2 separate regions of the Gossypium hirsutum genome follow, and region 2 is linked to region 1. Evidence: chromatin contacts called from public Hi-C data. All regions are on one chromosome and are shown on one strand. The core of a region is the stretch at or near the end of the contact, and the rest is flanking DNA. Distances in the headings are between cores, read along the strand shown.

What was found. A called contact is a pair of places that touch in the nucleus more often than the background predicts.
Region 2: a contact with region 1 is called in a Hi-C map of leaf, with 4 times the contacts expected there. The contact joins the enhancer-like site here to the promoter of LOC121214778 in region 1. A contact is called at or near these places in 3 of 34 Hi-C or Micro-C datasets (all in leaf).

What each region holds. Positions count from the first base shown.
Region 1 is chrD02:64,503,049-64,506,445 of Gossypium_hirsutum_v2.1, forward strand. It overlaps LOC121214778 (protein NETWORKED 3C), which reads left to right and starts at 1,665. Exons shown (of 2, transcript XM_041088996.1): 1 at 1,665-1,825; 2 at 1,905-2,872. The coding sequence starts at 1,753. The coding sequence ends at 2,563.
Region 2 is chrD02:64,607,042-64,610,438 of Gossypium_hirsutum_v2.1, forward strand. No RefSeq gene overlaps it. Among protein-coding and RNA genes, the nearest start is that of LOC121214779, 3.1 kb to the right of the region's middle. Within about 2 kb of position 1,745, at least 2 of the 9 cell types and tissues checked have an H3K27ac peak or open chromatin away from gene starts, as enhancers often do. A contact at or near this core is called in leaf, where this site is marked.

The DNA.
Region 1 (3,397 bases), core at 415-2,914:
CAAACAGATCAGTCCAAGAGTACTAAGTCAAATAGTGGTTCTAATTGGAGCTACAATCAAGAATACAAACATCAGTATCAATGTGGCAGGAGCTACTGTAATAGCCTATTTTTAGTGGTATCAGAAAATAGTGGGTTCGAGATCACAATTCTGATGAGGAAGTTCATAATATTATTTATTTAATACTTACGAGGTTAGTAGAGTGTCGTATTAAAAATTGGTCTGGTAATTTTGATGTTTGAGTAGTTATTACGGTAAAAGGACTAAATTGTAAAAATAATAAAAGTTAATTTCTATTGATTTATATTAGTTAAAAGAGTTTAAAAAGTAAATGGTTAAGGATTTAAGTGGCAAATTTCCCTTTTTAGTTATTATGGATGGTTAGTGCATGATTTTTATTAAATTATATGTTAAAATATTAGTTAAAATAAGAGATTAAAAATAATAAAACATAGACAAAACAGCCTATACATTAGATAAGTGAGCAAATCAGTCCCTCCATTAAAATTGCACTGTGAAATGTTTGTTTTGATATTTATATATAAGGTTTAATAAAAAATTCAGCTATCAACCTTTATAAATTTATCCAATTTGACCTCTACTATTTTATTGAAGGTAAATTAATTTTTATTTTAAACTTATAAGACTAAATGCCAAAAAGACCTCAATAACAATTTAAAAAAAAATCAATTAAGCACTTTTCAAATTTTAAAAAAAAAATTTAAGAATCATAAAAATTATAAGCAAAGTTTATAGAAAAAAAAGTTATAACAATTTTAAAATGTTAACTTTTTAAAAAATAACAATATCGACCCAATATAAAGGTAGGGGTCAATTTGTTTTTTAAAACCTTATAACCTTTAAATTTTATTGGGGAATTAAAGATAATTAATCACGATAATAAATGGTTTTTATCAATTGTATTTAATTTTGATTGATATAATATAAAATTAAGCCTCCGTTGTTTACATATTCTATCAATTTGATCCCAATTCTAAAAAAGTATCTAAAAAATTGTATGAAATTTTAAAAAATCTTAAATATTTAAAAAGAATGTACTTTAGCTTCAAAAAAAAAGCAGACAGAATATGTAAACTTTAAGCTCTAAATTTGTTATTATATGAATTAAATTTATTTAAAATTGATGAAAAATATTAATATTGTGATTAATTGTTATAGATGTTCAATTTTAAAATTACCAGAAATTAAATTAATTTACTCAATATCAAAATTAGGAAGGACTAAAAAAGTCTTTTACTTGTTCTTTTCTAAAAAAAAGAGTATGGTTATTGTTTTTCTGTTTTTTTTTTTAATGTGAAATTGGGTAATCAAAGGGAAGGGTCAGTTTTAATGGAGGAGAAAGAGGGGTGGACTAGGTTGATTACAGAACTGCTACTGAAGGGCTTCATACCATTATCCAGGCCTGATACTAGTTTAAACAGGTGTTTAAAATGTAATTAACTATCTTAATAAATTCGATTAATGGAGTTACTTAATTTGTGAAACAAAATATTAAAGCATTTGATTCACATAATCACAATATTAGTAGTTTTGGGCCCATGCATGTTACCCAACTTGTCCTTTCAACCATATGTGGATATTAGTGTTGCATTTGCTTCAAGAAGAGACAAGCTCAATAATATGCCTTGGCTGCAAAATTAGAATTTTTACTTTAGTCATACGCATTAGAAATCAATTCTGTGGGGTTGTTTGCCCCTTCTCCCCCATGGCTTCTTCTGCTTTTCATTTGTCATGTGCTACTTACAACAAACATACTTTGTTCAGTTGATTCGAATGGATCCCATTCATGTCGCTGCCTCCAATGGTAATATTTATAATCATATTGTGCATGCTCATACACTGGTTTAAGTTTTCTGGCATACGCTTGTCAATTGGTTATGCAGACTTTGATATGAAAATAAATGGAATTCTTAGCATTATCCTGCAAGATGAGGGAGATTCATTCGCCAAGAGGGCTGAAATGTACTATCAAAAGAGACCTCAGCTCATCCAAATGGTTGAAGACTTGCACAAATCCTACCGCTCCTTAGCTGATAAGTACGAGCAGCTGAGATCCCAACTCAACCACGGTTCTCATCCAACACTATTATCGTCGTTGTCAAGTCCTGTCAACCAAGTCCAAGGATATGTTGAGTTGAATGCTGAAGATCCTGATCTTGAGACTGAATTCGACGATGATGTCTCGAACCATGTGTCTAGCAAGGAGTCAAAGATGAAGGCAGAGGATAAAATTAGGCAGGGAGAGAAAAAGAAAAGGAGCAATGGCATTGGAATGCAGCGGAATACAAGTGATGGTTATGAAGCGGCCATGTTGGAAAATGAGAAGCTGTGGAATGAACTAAGGTTCAAGGTGTCGGAACTGGTAGAGGATAACTTAAGTCACCAGGCTGAGTTGATAAGGAGAAACGATGAGAAGAGAGAAATAATTAGAGATCTTTGTTCCAAGATGAAGATGGATGAGAACAAGGCCCTGACTGCCAACAACACTCGGTCTCAAGTATCAAGACTAAAGAGGCTATTCCTTGGGAAGTTTATGAAATGAAAGTTCCTGGAGGCAATTTCTTTCAGTATCCTACTTCCTCCCACGATAACAATAAAACTCAGGCTACTATTGCTACACAATATCCCTCTATATCTGGATCATATGTTTCCTTAGGATAGTGTCTAATTATTCTCCTCCATCATGAATGGGCTGATGCTTTGCATAGTATTTCTGATGGATCGTACAACAAGCCCTGATTGATGGGCTGGAGTTCTTTTTCGGCTTGCGCTGCATCATTGTATGCTCCAATTTTATTTCCACGGTAACTTTATTAGAATGTTATATTTTAAGTATAATTTTATTTTTAAATCATTTTTTAATAAATTAATGACTATAAATATAGTATTGCTTTTATCTTTTACTATTTGTCTCGAAGACCAAAATCAATTTAGTCAATGAATTTATTTAAAATTTATTTTTTTACTAAAACTCGATTTCACTCCTAATAAAATAGACTACTTTTCATTCAAATATATTTTTTTGTGTTATTTGAAATACTCAAGAAACTCAATATATAAGAAAATATCATATACTTTTTTGAGATTACCAAAAATAAATTCCTACTAAATAAATAAATAAATTTATGGATAGTAGTGAATAGGGCTGAGTCCATAGATATCAATTCTACTCCTTCAATAAAAGTAAACATAATAAAGATGAATATATAGGTTTTTTTTTCTTGAGAAAACTCCAAATTAAAATTAAATTCAAAGAGAACTAAAATTAAAAGCTAAATTTAAAACTTTGCAGAAAAAACAGTAATTAAAAATTAAGGAAAAAAAATTAATGTGAGGAAGCTCTATCTAAAAGTAAAATTTTCGTTAGATTTGTGAG
Region 2 (3,397 bases), core at 495-2,994, 100 kb after region 1:
ATAAAAACTTATACCATATTTTAAGTTTTTGGTAAGTCATGATTTATTATTATAATTACTTCATCATCATTAGGTTATAGGAGCACATTAGCACTTTACAACTAACAATTATTAAACCAAAAATTAGGGCAGTAAAAAGATAATTGTTGAATAAGGATTAGATTAAGGAATTGTGTTAGGTAAACTAACACCATGGACTAAGTTAATAAAACATGGTTTACTGATAGAAAATATACATTATCTTTCAGATGGATCACTACAACTTGATTGATAGGCCATTTTCCATAAAGCTTCCTCCTCTAAGGAGCCAGCTCTCCTTCTCCCATAATTTTCTATAATTGGCTGAGTCATACATTAAATTAAATTGATCTCTTAAGATATAAAGGATTTATTAGTATAATTTTGTTTAGAATTTTTTTTTTAAAATTTAATTCCCTAGTTATTATAATCTAATTATATCTTTAAAAATTATAAATAAAATTCATCATAGTTAATTATCGTTTGTAATTCACCCAATTCTCAATTCCTATTAAGAATTAGAGTAAATAATTGAGCGCATAAACTACACTCAATCCCTTGGGTGTCACTAGTTATAATAGTTACCTAAACAACAACAGAAGTATAATTACAAGTAATTACACCCATATCTAACTATTGTTGCTTTACAAATACATCCTTAATCTTATCAAATCTAAATGGTATAATGATTTATTTGTCCCTCCAACTAAAAAAAAAGTCATTTAAGCCCTTCATATCTAACTATGATTTATTTTTACTGAAATAAAAACGGTAAGACATTTTCCTAAATTAAAGGCATCATTTCCCGTGTTTTGTAATTCATTTTACGTTAGGAAATTATTTTCAGCCATACAAACACTAGAAAAGGCTAAAAAGCTTTTCCGGAAAATGTTTTCATGCCAAACAAACGGAGCCTAAGTTTTCGCAATTTTTTAGTCTTTAAACTTGTGTTGTTTGTCAAATCAATCCCAAATGAATGAAAAATTTAACATTTATTAACTTTACCGATATAACATACACGTGGATTGCCATGTGGATGTCACGTCTATAATTAATTAATTTTTAAAATTTTAAAAAATTATAAAAACTATTTTAAAAAATAAAATTTATTAAAAAAGTATAATTTTTTTAAAAAAATTAATTAATTGCTAACGTGACATACGCATGGCAATCTACGTGTATGTCACGTCAACAAAGTTAAAAAATGTTAACTTTTCCATCCATTTTGGGTTGATTTGATAAATAATGTAAATTTAATGGCTAAAAAAGACCCAAAAAATAGAAGGCTAAAATAACTTTTTTGTAAAATTGAAGGGTGATTATGTAAATCTAAAAATAGTATTTACTTTTAGCAGAAGTTTCAATGTAATATACATCAAATAGAAGCTTTGATAATATTAAAATATATAATCTTATCTCTAACAATGGAGAGATTTGTTTTCATCCTACCAAATCAAAAGTCACAACTTGCCAAGCAGCGAGTTAAAGAGGCTGAGGTAACAATCTCGAGTGCATGTAAGACCCAACTCATTCATTCTGAAAAAAGGGCAAAAAAGATTTTAAGTAATAATTAAAGCATCCAATCATGGGCTTAAATTAAATTGATTGGGTAGTGACAAGTGAGCACTGAAGCAATGAAGAGGAGGGGAAGGTTCCCATCCATGGTGACAGATGACACGCTGGATGGACCCTCAGCAACCAAAGCAAAGACAAAGCCAACAATCATCATAAATCATGTAATGCAATTTGGACTCTTGAGATTCTTAAAACTTTTACACGTACCAGTAGCGAGACGTGTTGGCTGTTGAAGCATCGCCTTTTCCATGATGCTGCTTTATTATTATGATGTACTTTTTGGTCCCACTCCTACCAAAAATGACTGCCATCATTCTTTGCAAAGTGCACCAATCAAATATAGATCCTTGGACTGTAGGTGTCACTATCACAACTGGGTCATCCCATGCACTTGCAGGTGAGGTGAGGTGAGGTGAGGTGACCATATAGCTTACCCTTCTTCCTTTCCAATTGCAGTTCAAGAAATATTGTGTGCTAATGCTATACCGTATCCTGTTACACATCCACGCGTGAGGCTGCACCCAACCCCACCCCACCGCAATTGCCTGCTGCCTCTCTTTTTCCTGTTTTCTTAATTTCAGCCGCAATATTGAATCCACAGCTTGTTGCCATTACAGATTTTGTGACTCAGGATGAAAAAAAGCAAAAATGAAGATTGAAGGAAAAGGCCACAAGCTTGGATTGCTAATTATTCCTCTGAGAGAACACTATCTATAGAATATCTGATGCTGAAGCTGAACTTTCAGCCACAGTATCAGGTTCATCTAAGACTCAGCTTGATTTGCATAGTCCAATGTACCACATTATGGATATAAAGTAATCCCTTGCACTCTCTCCTTAAAGATATGAAACTAACCTCATTTTGTTTCATCTGCAAAAAGCTTAGGCACCCATGTTAACATCAGCAATAGCCTAATATGCTTGGAAACTGCAAGTATATATAAATGAATTCAAAACCATGTATTTGATACTTAATAATTTAAAAATTTTCAGTTTTTGAGTCTTAACTCAGTTGGTATCAATAATATTGTCAGTATAGGAAGATGTAAGTTCTAGCATGCTAAAGCATATTTATTCTCCTATTTAAGAGTTGAGAAGGGATTATGGATAATTCAAACATATTAATTTTACTTAAGTCACACTTCAAGAAGGTCCAATTCAATTTATCATATGCTTTGAATTTTTTTAAAAGATTACAACTGATCCAATAGAATTAATTCTTACTTGCTTGAACTAAATAATTAACTCACTCCAACTAATTAACTAGCTAGAATGAATATGAATAAGAATCACAAATTATATAGGATGTGACTCAAACTAAGATTTTAAACTTCGTAAGACTTCAACATTGCAATTAAACCAAAGTCTCATTAAACCAAGGACCTCAACTTTACCAACAAAGGTAGAATGGAACTTAGAAACCAAGCTTTTCATGATAGTCCTCAATCTATTAACCAAAACTTTGTAAATAGTATCAGTAGAAATTTAATTTTGTCCAGATCATTTTAATCTAAAATATGGGTAAATGGATCTCAATAACAATAAAAATAATCAACTTTCAACTCAATTTGGCATTAATGATTATTTTTCAAATATTGAGTTGAATTGTCGAATTTTTAAAGTTTAGCTTAAAATTTGAATTTTGATTTAAATTATTGGCTCACGTCTTAAGTTTAGTTGTTATATTTTGAGCCCAATTAACTTGGTCTGAATTACTGGAGGTAAATATATATTTTTTTATACAATACTTAAAATTGTTCATAATCTCACATCCTTCTATACCGATAACAATATCTCATTAATA